Linked DNA regions of Triticum aestivum: region 1 is linked to region 2. The links are chromatin contacts, called in public Hi-C maps. All regions are on one chromosome and are shown on one strand. Each heading gives the region's core, a stretch centred on a gene start, on an enhancer-like site or on the middle of the called end of the contact. The rest is flanking DNA. Distances are from core to core; before and after follow the strand shown.

What was found. Hi-C and Micro-C count contacts between places; a contact is called where the count stands out from the background.
Region 1: a Hi-C map of leaf shows a contact between it and region 2, with 9 times the contacts expected there. The contact joins the promoter of LOC123044294 here to the enhancer-like site in region 2. A contact is called at or near these places in 2 of 5 Hi-C or Micro-C datasets (both in leaf).

What each region holds. Positions count from the first base shown.
Region 1 is chr1A:243,143,691-243,149,693 of IWGSC CS RefSeq v2.1, forward strand. It overlaps LOC123044294 (protein GDAP2 homolog), which reads left to right and starts at 1,251. Exons shown (of 14, transcript XM_044467006.1): 1 at 1,251-1,739; 2 at 1,825-1,902; 3 at 2,010-2,065; 4 at 5,222-5,341; 5 at 5,487-5,557; 6 at 5,898-5,991. The coding sequence starts at 1,359.
Region 2 is chr1A:242,148,562-242,155,052 of IWGSC CS RefSeq v2.1, forward strand. It overlaps the pseudogene LOC123044287 and the pseudogene LOC123044290. Among protein-coding and RNA genes, the nearest start is that of LOC123113836, 410 kb to the left of the region's middle. Within about 2 kb of position 3,145, at least 7 of the 8 cell types and tissues checked have an H3K27ac peak or open chromatin away from gene starts, as enhancers often do. A contact at or near this core is called in leaf, where this site is marked.

The DNA.
Region 1 (6,003 bases), core at 1-2,500, 990 kb after region 2:
ACATAAGCAAAAAATTCTCGAGATGCGCTATGTTACTATCTAAGTTACTCCCACTATGACTAGCCTTAGGGATGTAGTATTATAGACTAGTATCATAGTATCATATGCATGATACTAGTATATGATACTTCCCATTACAATCAGCCTGAGGCATATGTGATGAGATAGATAAGCTGCATGCTAGTTGCTAAGATAAATAAGATAGCGAGGATAAACTTTTTAGGCATGTAGAATACACGGTCTAGAACTTAATTAGATCATCTTTGATTACGGTAATTTCTAGAATGCGGTCACTTAGGACATCTGTAAAGCGGACCCTTAAACCTAAGTTTAGACTGCAGTGTCCGAATCACTTTTGTCATCCAACAGAAGTCTTATATGTCCATGGAGCAGTTCGGACATACGGATTCCGACATCCTATCAACAAGCATGGAGGGCTTTGCGAGATTTGGACATCCGGCTTGAACAATTTCTCCATAAAATAATCCCAAACGGAGATGTCACACAGGAGCGTCGGCACCACCACAAGGGCAGCCACCATGGCCGCCTCTGTGCCGAAGCAAAAACTAGCACCGAGTGCGTAAGTTCTCAAAATCTTTGGAGTGGCTTGGATGTGAACTTCCTAAACAGTGATGCTGAACTTTGAGTACCCACATGTTCTGAAATACTCACCCCTTCACTAAATTTTAGTCACGAAAGACAACGATGGTCATGCACTGCTCTTGTCGTGGCTTAGCGGACCATCTAGCTCAGCTCGGAGATGAGATGATCACATCGAATGATGAAGAACTGTGGTTGATTCGATCCAAAGAATTGCGGACAGATCCTGCAGTTGCGGAGGCCCATGCTGCTCCGGACTTGCCTGAGTTGTCCTCACGCCCGGGCTCCACCCAAGTTCCTCCATCCGAACCTTCCTTCTCCTGCGCCACAGCAGCGGCTGGACTCGAGTCCCCAACTGGTGCTTGACCGCACCAGCCGCGAGATCCCGATCCGAGCTGAGTTACACGTCATCTCATCACCAGGTGGACGTGCCACACGAGTCACCAGGCGAGCAAGCCAGCGGGAGTGCTAGCCCAGTCCAGCACGGCTCCCTGCCGTCCGAGCTGTATCACGTCGGCTACGCCCACACGCGTCGTGCCCCCACAAACCATGCTGCGTGTCTCTGACGTGAAAGGGCCCACAGGTCCACAGACCCACACGTCATTGTCCAGAAGACGCTTTTGTTTTTTTCTCGTCGTCTCTATCGATCTCCTCCGCCTTCCTTTGGCCCCTTCCGTCTCGCGTCGGCCTCTTAACGGCCGCTCGGCCTCACGCCAGCGCCCGGCTATACTACCTTTCGCCCGCCCGTCTCCGCCTCCATGCAGCACCGCTCGCCGGCGGCGGCCACGGCCTCCGGAGCTGCCTCCACTGCGGCCGCCATGGAGCCAGGCGTCGGCGGCGTCGAGCCTGCGGTGACGCTCGACCAGGTGCCGCGCTGGAGCGACCCCGACCAGCGCCTGTACACGCCGTCCTCCTCGTCCGCTACCGCCGAAGCCGCGGACGGCGGATCCGAGCCCGCAGCGTCCACCTTCCTCTCCTTCTCCGACCCGCTCACCGGCGACGACGGCGGCGCCGCCGGTGGTGGCTGCGCGAGCGCCTCGCGCTTCCCCGTGGACCACGAGATCAACTCCAGGATCTACCTCTGGCGGGGACACCCCTGGAACATGGAGGTCGACGCCGTCGTCAACTCCACCAACGAGGTTGCGATTCTCTTCTTATGTCTCGCTGGGCATTGGAGAATGCTGGAACTGCGGTGCTAAGCTCGTGATTCTTCGGTTCGTGCAGAGCTTGGACGAGGCGCACAGTAGTCCCGGGCTTCACGCTGCAGCGGGTTCTGGGCTCGCGGAGGAATGCGCCACCTTGGTACGGTTTTGGATGTCAGGACTGGGCAGTACAATTTTAGGGGGGGGAATTTGTTCAATCACTGGAGATTGTGAAGTGACATGTTTTTACTGCTTGACGTTTTGCAGGGAGGGTGCCGAACTGGGATGGCAAAGATGACCAATGCATACGATCTTCCTGCGAGGTAGGCATTTAGTGACTCCGTCTCAGTTTTCCACGTGGAAAATGAATGTAGTTTCCTTTTTTAGTAGAAAATGGAACATATGTCCTGTGCGAAATACTGTTGAAGCATGAAGTTACTTAGTTACAACATCTGTGTAGTTTTTTGTTTCACGATAAGACTTGTGGTCTGCTAGTCCTTATGATAAAGTCAAAGAAATTGATTCTGATCTACCAGAGCTATGACTCACGGGCGGTGGGCTGTCCGGCAACCACGTCGGACCAAACCCTAGCCACTCCAGTCTGCTCCGTTCTGTCCCCTAGCTCCTCTCTGGCGATCTCTGGCCTTCTCCAGCATGGCGGGCAGCGGATCTGAGTCCGGCAACTCTTTTTTTTTTATAAAAGGAGGATGACCCCTGGCCTTTGCATTTGGGCGATGTATACGGCCACTCTATTAATTATTCTCACAAGACCTTACAAAGTCATCCAACAATAAGACTAAAGCCGCCGTCTAAGCAACAAACTGTCGCTACATCTATCCAGTTGATGAAGGGGCGCATATAGCCTGGGCCTAATACCAAACAGACATCGCAACCAAGCCTAACATCTAAGACCTGAGACCCCAACCTAGCCACTTGCCGGGTCTAGGGCACACATTGGCCCGGCGTGCTCTCAGAGGCCGCCGCCGCCAACTGCCACCGCTCCATCTTCAGAACTGCACTGATGCATCAACCTTGCTCGGTCCAGCTATCGTCGACGCCACCACGGCGCCCAACGGCACCTCCTCCCTGCGTGCAAACAGCTGTACACGTCGCGGTCGCCACTGATACACCTCAGCGCCACGCTGCCACGTACCACCAGCCGACGCAGCTTGAAGCCCTTGGAGGATCTGTCGTGCGTAGCACCTGCCGACCAGGCATGACCAAGCGTAGCACCTGTCGGTCAGGCATAACTTGACATCTCCACCGAAGCTCCGTGCAAGACGAAGCCGCTCGACCTCCTGCCTCTGACTTCCAGCGCTGCCCCACAAAACGACGCTCCCAAGAGAGAAACGACACCGCAGTGCCGCCATCGTCCGGTCTGGAACACCAGATCCTCGGGTTTCCCCCGAAGCAATACGAGTGGGTCGACGGAAGTCACATGACGATGCCTTCATCAAGGTAACGACGTGGAATGCCGCCATCGCCCGCCGTCGGCTCGGTTTCACCGGCAACTACGTCTCCCCGACTCGCAGCTGGTGCCAGATGACGGATCCCGAGATCCGAACACCCAGCCTCAGGCCGACCACCTCTGACGGAAGAGATGACCACCACCGCCGGCTTCACCGGTCAGAACAGATTTGATCGGAGGTGCCGCCAACGAGACTACCAGGCCCTTCACGCCGCCGCCGCCGCCGATCTGAGGACAACATGCACGCCACCGCAGCCAAGCCGGCCGCCGCCAACTGCAGCCGCCGCCGTCGCCCGAAGGGCCATCCGCAGCGCCTACAGCCCTGACCCGCCGCGCCAAGCCGTCGCCTGCCGCCATCCGCCGCGCCGCAGATCCCAGATCGGTCGCGCCACCACACGCCTTGGGGTCCGCCCCACCCCGGGGACGCGCGAGAGAGGAGATCCCCCGCCACCGCCGTCGGCCCCCGGGCTAAGGCGGCGGCGGAGGGAGGAGAGGAGGGAGGAGAGGAGGGAGTTTGCGGCGGCGGCGGCTAGGTTTTTGGCCACCCGAGTCGCCCTAGGGGGATGACGACGCGGGTCGCTAGGCCTAGGGGTTGGACGCGAGTCCGGCAACTCTGGATCCGTCGACTAGGCCTTCGCCCCATGCGGAGACAAGGAGTTAGCCATCCGGCCTGTCGATTCCGGGAGGAAACCCAAGCTTCGTTGTCGGAATCGCTCTGGCGGGAATCCTGCGTCAGTGGTGCGCAAGTGGGCTTGGGTCCGGCGGCTCAAGGTGCGTGACCGCAGGGGAATCGGAGGTGGCGAGCAGCAGCTGGAGGTACCGGCGCGCCCAACCGAACGGCACAGGGCTTGCAGCGCAACCCCTTCGGTGGAGCCTCATCCCTACGACGTCGGGCTCCGACTCCGAGGTTAATGCCGCCAGACGTCACGACCACGGATGCGTCGAGGAGCGGCGTGCCCGCCGTGTGAGGGAGAAGTTGCGCCACGCACTGCGAAGGCTGTCGCATGCCATGGAGGACAATAGTGCGGAGGGCACCGCCTTCCGTTCCCCCATCCTAGCGAAGCGACAAGCCTGGATGGCGCGTGCCCTCACACTAGAGCAAACCCGGGTAGTCTGTGCCCTCGCCGGACTGCCCCCCAAAGAGGAGGAGGCCGGTGACGCATCTGACAGCCCCGACGGTGAGCGGATCCGGCTTGCCATATTGCGTCTTCGACCGCTGCTTCCTCGACGAAACGACAAGCCTGGACGGCGCGTGCCCTCGCACTGGAGCAAACCCGGGTAGTCTGTGCCCTTGCGGGACTGCCCCCCAAAGAGGAGGAGGCCGGTGACGCATCTAACAGCCCCGACAGTGAGCGGATCCGGCTCGCCATATTGCGTCTTCGACCGCTGCTTCCTCGATGAAGATGGCAAGGGCAAGGGCGGCTGTGGGTCAACTTCCTCCATAGCCATATTTCATAGCTAGTAGAACATGCCAATTTTTGGTAGTTCGATGGCATGTATGAGAAATCCCCTATGCTATGTGTGTTGATATAGATGAACTACATATGTTGTTTTTAACGTTGCATGAGGATTGTATGGAATTGAGGGTTTTGGAATTAGGGGCACGGCTGTGGATGCAGACATTTGAGGGGTGACCGGGCGCTGTCCGCGGACGTGTCTGGGCCCCTCCGCAGATGTATAGGGGGTCACATTTGCGAGTTGCGGTTGTAGATGCTTGTAGGTGGTATCTCTATATTGGAGTTCATTGACTGTCAGTCATCAGCTTTATATGACGAAGTTTTTATGATAAGCGTTGTTGTTGAACTCACATAACCCGAAAAGTTGAAATCTACTATGGAGTTTGGAACGAATCCTAGTTATGGGAAATATGCAATTTATGGGAAAGGTGTTACTAATTTGAGTATTCTTGTTTGATACTTGGAAAATCATCCTGATCCATTTCATCATTACTGATTGAAAAATGTATGTATTGTTGCTTATACTGAAATGTATATGTCAATTGATTATGCAGGAAGGTCATCCATACAGTGGGACCCAAATATGCTGTCAAATATCACACAGCTGCGGAAAATGCACTTAGTCATTGCTACCGGTCATGTTTGGAACTACTCATTGAGAACGGCCTTGAAAGGTACTTGCCGCATTTGTGGGCCAAAATGAAAGATTTCATCGTTAGATGTTGTTATTGTTTCTCACTTAACAAGTGATCTCAGGTGTTTTAAGCTATGCAATCTGAAATTGACACATCTTGTTACTTATTCATTTCATTTCGTTAGCATCGCAATGGGTTGCATATACACGGAAGCTAAAAACTATCCTCGTGAACCAGCTGCCCATGTGGCAATACGTGAGTTCTTTCATTCTGTTCTCTTTACTTTTGGTATTTATTACTTATATTTGTTACTCCCCCCGTTCCATTACATAATACTTGTCGTGGCATGACAAGTATTATGGAACAGAGGGAGTACTATGCAAGAAAATATTTTATACTAAAAAGAAGTTTTCAACCGATTTTCACTTCATATATTGTTCCCACTTCTTTTTTCCACGTGGAGGTGAAATGATGAGTGGCAGAAAGTGAAAGAACTTATTTGTGAATTGCTCAAAGAAATGATTGTACCGTAGTCACTCTGCAAATATTTTATATCTTTTGGGTTTATTCTGCACAAACTCACTTTATTCTTCAGGGACTGTTAGACGTTTTCTGGAGAAACAGAAAGGCAAGATAGCTGGTCTTATTTTTTGTATTACATCATCATCTGATACAGAGATATACAAAAGGTACTTGCTGAA
Region 2 (6,491 bases), core at 1,895-4,394:
TCCCTGCTCAGCCGCTGTGGAGCGCCCTATGTGTGCTGCTTCATCTCCGTTCTCCATGGAGCTCAAGCGTGTCCGTTTGGAGCTGATGAAGTGTTCCTTCTGTATCTTGGTGTCTGCTCCATTTCTTGCCGGTGATGGTTTTCTTTATCTACTCTTGCATGGGTGTGAGACTGGTCTTCTTCATTGATCTTGCCTCTCGGTTGGTGTTTCTTTTTTCAACCTCCCCTTTGGACGCCTGCAATGTGGTTATGGGATTGACGACTCTGCGGTATGGTCGATGGCTGCTTGGCCTCCTGGTTGGGGACCTTCTACCATTCTTGTGGTGCAGCTTTGTTGCCTGGCGCATGCGGCTCCCCAGATTCAAGGGCGTCAGTAACTTCCTCAACCTCTGGTTCCTCTGCGGTTCCGAGAGAGGCCCTTGGTCTGGCTGCTTTTCTGTGAAGCTGGTGGCGATTGAAGCTCTGGTTTTGCCTATGGTGAACCCTGTTCCAGTCAGGGTGAAGCTCTGGTTTTTCCTATGGTGAACCCTATTCCAGTCAGCGGTGAAGCTCTGGTTTGCGTGGCATTCTGGATGGTTCGTAAGGACCCGTATGTGCACGTATCCTTGTAGGGCAGCCCTTTAACCTTTGTTTCTTTTGTGTTTGTCTTAGGTTTCCAGGTTCTCCTCTTCTTTGTGGCTTGTTTAGCCCCATGCATCGAGCTCTTAACATAATGCAGGAATCTTTTGCCAACAAAATAAACAGATCGTGGGTGCAGGGGAGAAATATGATCATGGGATTAGTGATTTTAGTACAGGTCGTGGATGGGGTCTGTGGCGTAGATATCTCCTGAGGGGGTGTTGATGGGCATGTGGTTCCTCGGTCGGATCAACAACGCGAAATGGTCGACCATGAGAGAGAAATCTCGTTAAACTTGTACTTCTATTACATACTAGCAAGAAACTCATGCTTTGCTATGGGATGAAGGATAACCATACTTTATGTTTACAAGCTAATTACTTTATTAAAATCTGCAAAACTCATGGTAGATTGGGGTGTTTTATGAAACAGAATTAGGTGGGTAGTGACTAGTGAGCAACCACTTCCCATTCTCAGTCGTTCGTACCAAGGCGGTTGGTTGGTATTACAGAAGTTGAATGGTCCATCATCACCGACTTGTTTCTTTATAAGATTTGTAAGACGTAAGTACTATATAAATACTAGAAGGTTGAAGAGCCGAAGTCAATGCATTATAATATGTAGATTGTTTTCAACATGTGAGTGTTCAGGAATAGGATATACCTATACTATATATACCCCTTTATTGGAATGTAGAAAGCTAAAGAACCAAAGCCAATAAATTAGAATATGGAGATTGACTTCAAATTTTTGGTTGGTATTAAGGTCGGATCCATGTTGTATCTTATGAACTTATGAACTTATGAGTGCATGCTAAAACAACTACATATAAGTACAAACAATTTACACTTGGGCTGGACTGTGAACTATAATTCTTTATCAATGTTTCATGTACAAGTGTCGAGCATATAAACCTGAGACGGACTGAACTATTTTTCTTCATGAATGATTTACGTACAAGTGTCAAGCATATAAACTTGAGATGGACTTTAGTGTGTAGCACACTTCGTAAATGAATGGATTAGACCAAGCTGGGCATATCTGCAAAATGCAAACTTTACATAATACCATCTGCATTCTGAAGTCTTGAATTTACTATTTATATGGTTATTTCCTTGGATGTATGTTAAGCAAGAATTCTAATGCTGCAGAGCTAATGAGTGGTACAGTGACTGCTTGCTGATTTTTTTACAGCCTAGATAGATGCTTAGTGGATATAATTGCAATTCTCTACAGCCAGTGAGTGGTACTAATTGCTGCTTGTGGAATCTTCTGCTCCCTCCGATCCATATTAACTGTTACTGACTTAGTACAACTCCGATCCATATTAATTGTCGCCGACTTAACGGAGGGAGTGCATCCTTAATATGAAATGAAACGAAAGTGCTCAACAACCAATATTGATATGAGTGACTGCTTGCTGAATTTTCTACAGCCTAGATGTGTACTGAATAGAATTGTAATGCTCTATAGCTATGACTTGTATTAATGGCTGCTTGCTGAATTGTCTACAGCCTAGATATGTAGTGAATCGGGTCACGGCGGGTGACTACGACTGCCCACGGAAGGTGCTAAGCTTTTTGACTGATCTGCATGCTTCATTTAGGATGCTGAATCTGCGCAATGACTTCTTGCGTAAGAAATTTGATGGTGAGTTCCCCAGCTTATGGTTCACTGGACATGTTCCTTTTTAAAAGAACTCAACTAGCTTTGGCAGTATTATTTCAGCTTACCGTAATATTTTGCCATGCCTTGTTGTTGTTGTTGTTGTTGTTGTTGTTGTTGTTGTTGTTGTAATCTGTATTGATTCAGCTGTGTTTCCCCCTCTGTTTTTGTACTTGTGTTTGCAGGGATGAAGTATGATTTGAGAAGGGTGGAGGAAGTATTTTATGATGTGAAGATACGCGGACTTGTCCCTGGGGAGTCAAAGCAAGAGGTTGCTCAGTCATAGACGGTGAGCGGTGCCGTACCATTTACTTGGCAATCGACAGTTGTCGTGTGTTGTCGTCGCTACCAATGAAGTTTATGTTGGACGGATGGTTCTTAGAAAAAGCTCATGCTGTGAGGATCTCTAATTTTGATTGTAGCATCACTTTAAGTTCGGCAATTTTTTGGACCCACCTAGAGGTTGGAAAATGACATAAGAATTATTCTGTTGTCATGTCATGTGACCTATATCTCATTAGGTTTTGTAACTGAGTCTGAGTAGATGCGGGTGAACATGCATTGGATTGAAGTTTCCTATCTCTCCGTCCCATGTAATATAGGACGGAGCTAGTATTAGATTTGCGTAGATGCTTTACGCGGATGCAGCTAGTTGATCCCAACCTAGGTAAAATGAGTCCATGTTTCAACTGTTGTTGAATGTTCCATGGACCACATCACACGGTTGACTCGGTCGTTCTTATAGAATTAGGTTTCGTGTCACATCATGAAAACACAAAAGCATCTGAGAAGCCGTACTGGTGTGACGTCACACGTACAACCCATCATTATCAATTTAACTAATTCTCGCGTGCTTAGCGCTAGTCAATCATATACAGTACTGATGTGGGTGCAGCTACTTGGTTTCAAGTGAGTTCACATCTCCACAGTCCACACACACGCGCGCGCACGAGGAATGGGTTCTCCGTCGTGGTCGTGGTCGTCTTCGAGAAACAGAATCAGGGCAGACGTAGTGCCCCTGGCCTGCCGCTGTGCATCTACACATGCTTGGGACACGAGGATGCTTCGCGGAAGCTGCTTGGCCGCACCATGCATATAAATAAAGGCACCCGTCGGGCCCTCCACTTACCCACTCCATCCAACCCGTGTAGGTGGCTTCTCTCGTCTGCTGCAGTGGTAGCTACCTCGTTCGTACGGTCCTGCAGTTTAGGAACAAGGCTGGATCGATCAACGGCCATCCAAGAGAGCACCGGCGCGTACATGCTAATTACCTTACCTGTACCAATCTTTTTCATAAATATACAAAGGCTGTGTACCATTCATTGATAGAAGAAAAGAAGATACAAAGTTCCCGAGCTAGGGCCCACGAAGGTGCTAGGGGTTCCCTCAAGTAATCGATCATTTTTCGTCGACCCACGAAGGTGCTAGGGGGTCGATGAGAAGTGATTGATCACTTGAGTGAACGACAGAGGAAGACGGATCTCCCTTCTCGGAAAGCAACACCCACGAAAAGCAACACCAACCGCAAAGAGACAAGGGGCTAAACACAAAACCTTTTTTTTTGTGGGGAAATACATGAAACATTGCAAACCAAAAAGCATGAAGGAAGGAAGGACAACACAACACAGTTCAATCGAGAACCATAAGCTGAGGCTAAATGAATTCCATAACTGCAAACTATACTAAGTCTTAGATCAGTCATAAACATAATACCACGAGTGCATAATTAATTCTGGACAAACATAGTTTCATATCATAAATAAAAAATCACAATGGTCTAGGTCCTGTTTAAAATGTGAACTCGGATCACCCTAGCTAGCTACGAAGAAAATGACGGGAGATACAAGGACGACGGTGACGAGAATAAAGAGCAAGACGATGTGAGTTGGTGACAGCGAAGTGGCCATGTTCCCGTGCCCACAAATCTATGGAAAGATAGATGATTCACTAAGATTTATTCCACGACCAAATCGTTACATCTTTATGTCAGCGCATATATATATCCGGCCACTTGTAAGTTGTAAAGCAAATAATAATAATTGTGAAACTAGATTGAAAAGTTCGTGACCCCAATACGTGCGTGCTTTATGTTTCTGATTTGATACCAAACTTCCAACAAGCTAAGTGGAATCTAGTCATAGTCAATAACTCAAGTCATTATGTGACATCATTGATGTGACAATCATCCATCTATTTCTAAGTAGGATTAATTACATCCGTCAGAACTAGATCATGATTTCAAACTTCTAACTATTAGTAGTTAACTTGTTAATACATTTTTAATGAAGAGTTTATCTTCTAAAAAGATGTTCAGCATGATAGTTTTTTTTTTCATTTAACGTAAAGTTTGTAGTGTTTGTACTGAGAGTCCAGAAGAAATATGATAATACCCATGAATTCACACCATGTGTTGATCGTTGCTATAGCATACATGTTTGCAAGAACCCACAACTTTAGATTCCATAAGAAAAGAAAAGGCAGGGGGCAAAAAAAAAAAAAGACTTCGTGGGTCCTTTGGCTGGTTGAGAACGACATGAAGAATGTACCCCCACGCGAGCAGCCAAGAGCAGGGATTTCAACTTAATTAAATAATACTATCGTGGTTTTTATTGGGCCCTTCCATATTTTGGCTTAGATTTTGACCACTTATTTAACTAATAAAATACATAATATATGCTACAAAAAGTATGATGTTAAACTTGTATACGAAAGAGCTTTCCGACAGCATAATCTTTGTGGCACATAATTTATATTTTATTAGTTAAATTTATATGTCAAACTTTAGCTCAAAATAAGAGAACCTCCCAAACCCGGAGTATCAATATTGTCCGACATATAACTTACATCCACCTTTAATAATATGGGAAAAGAAATGAGAACGTGGGGGAGGAAAAGATCAGGAATGAGGGGAATCGACTATACTAACTCCGCTTTAAAACCCGTTAATAGTAGATATTTATATTGGTTTTTATTTTATGCAAAAATTGATTGGGTTAAGAAAATTCAACAGAAAAGTAAAAGGGATGGGACCGTGAGGACGAAAAGACCAGAAAAAAAAGAAAGACGACTATATCAACTCCTCCTTTAATAATAGAGATGCGAGTAAAGAACACGCGCTGGAGCTAGCTAGGTACTCCACCACTTAAGTGCTTCTATTCTTCTTCATCCTGTCCGCGCCCGGCGCCCCTGCCTCGACGACACCGGCCGTGCTGGACGGTTCTCCATCGCATCCCTCGTCTCCTGTTGCCGAACTACAGCACGCGCACCACCCCTCTCCACTGGCCGGGTAACCCCAGGGCGCGCTTGGTTCATCGTTTAATATGGATTGGAACATATTTCTGTCCGGAGCGCGTGGCGAGCGAGTCTTAGTCCAGCGTTGAGACTGGCCTCCGCTCCACGCACGGTTTCTGCCAACCTGCGCGCCTCCGCATGGCTGCCATCACCGCCTCTCCGGCGGCTTCGATGCCGTGTCGGGCCGGCTTGGACACCAAGTGCTTCTCCCTGTTGGAAGGGGCGTGGTGTGGTGTCCCAGACGCTGTGGGAGCTCCTCCCGTCGGAGACGCCTGCGGTGTGCGACTCTCTCCTGCCTTGCCTTGGGTGGCGCGGGCGGCCAGCGTGCCCGTACGTCGCGGCGTCCTTCTTGGCAGTCGTGTGCGATCGGGTGGCACTGCTGGTGGTGGAGTAGTGGACGGACAGGAGGTGCTGCTCGCCAGAGAGCGCTGGGCGTGGTGTTGACACTCCGCAGTTCACGGCTTGGTTACACTCCGCGATCGGACGGGGAAAAGATACGGGGGGTGTATTTTACTGGCGTCCGTCCAGTAATATACGTACAGCGGTAACTGTCTACAGGTGGAAAATCTAACCGATGTCCCAAGCGCGGCCTTGGTTTGAGAACTCTGCATGCATGTGCGTAGGTTGTAGTATACGAGCGCTAGCACGCATATACGTGTGTATGATTTCTGCAGATCTCTGCATGATCTAGTCATCATCGATCAAGTGCAACACGCCCTCTCATGGCCGATTAGTTCATTCATTCATGAGCTACCTCTAGCACCAAGTTATAGCTAGTCTGCTTGTTACTCCCTTCATTCCTAAATATTTGTCTTTCTAGAGTTTCAAATGAACTATCACATACGGATGTATATAGACATATTTTAGAGTATAGATTCACTCATTTAGCTTTGTATGTAGTCATTTGTTGAAATCTTT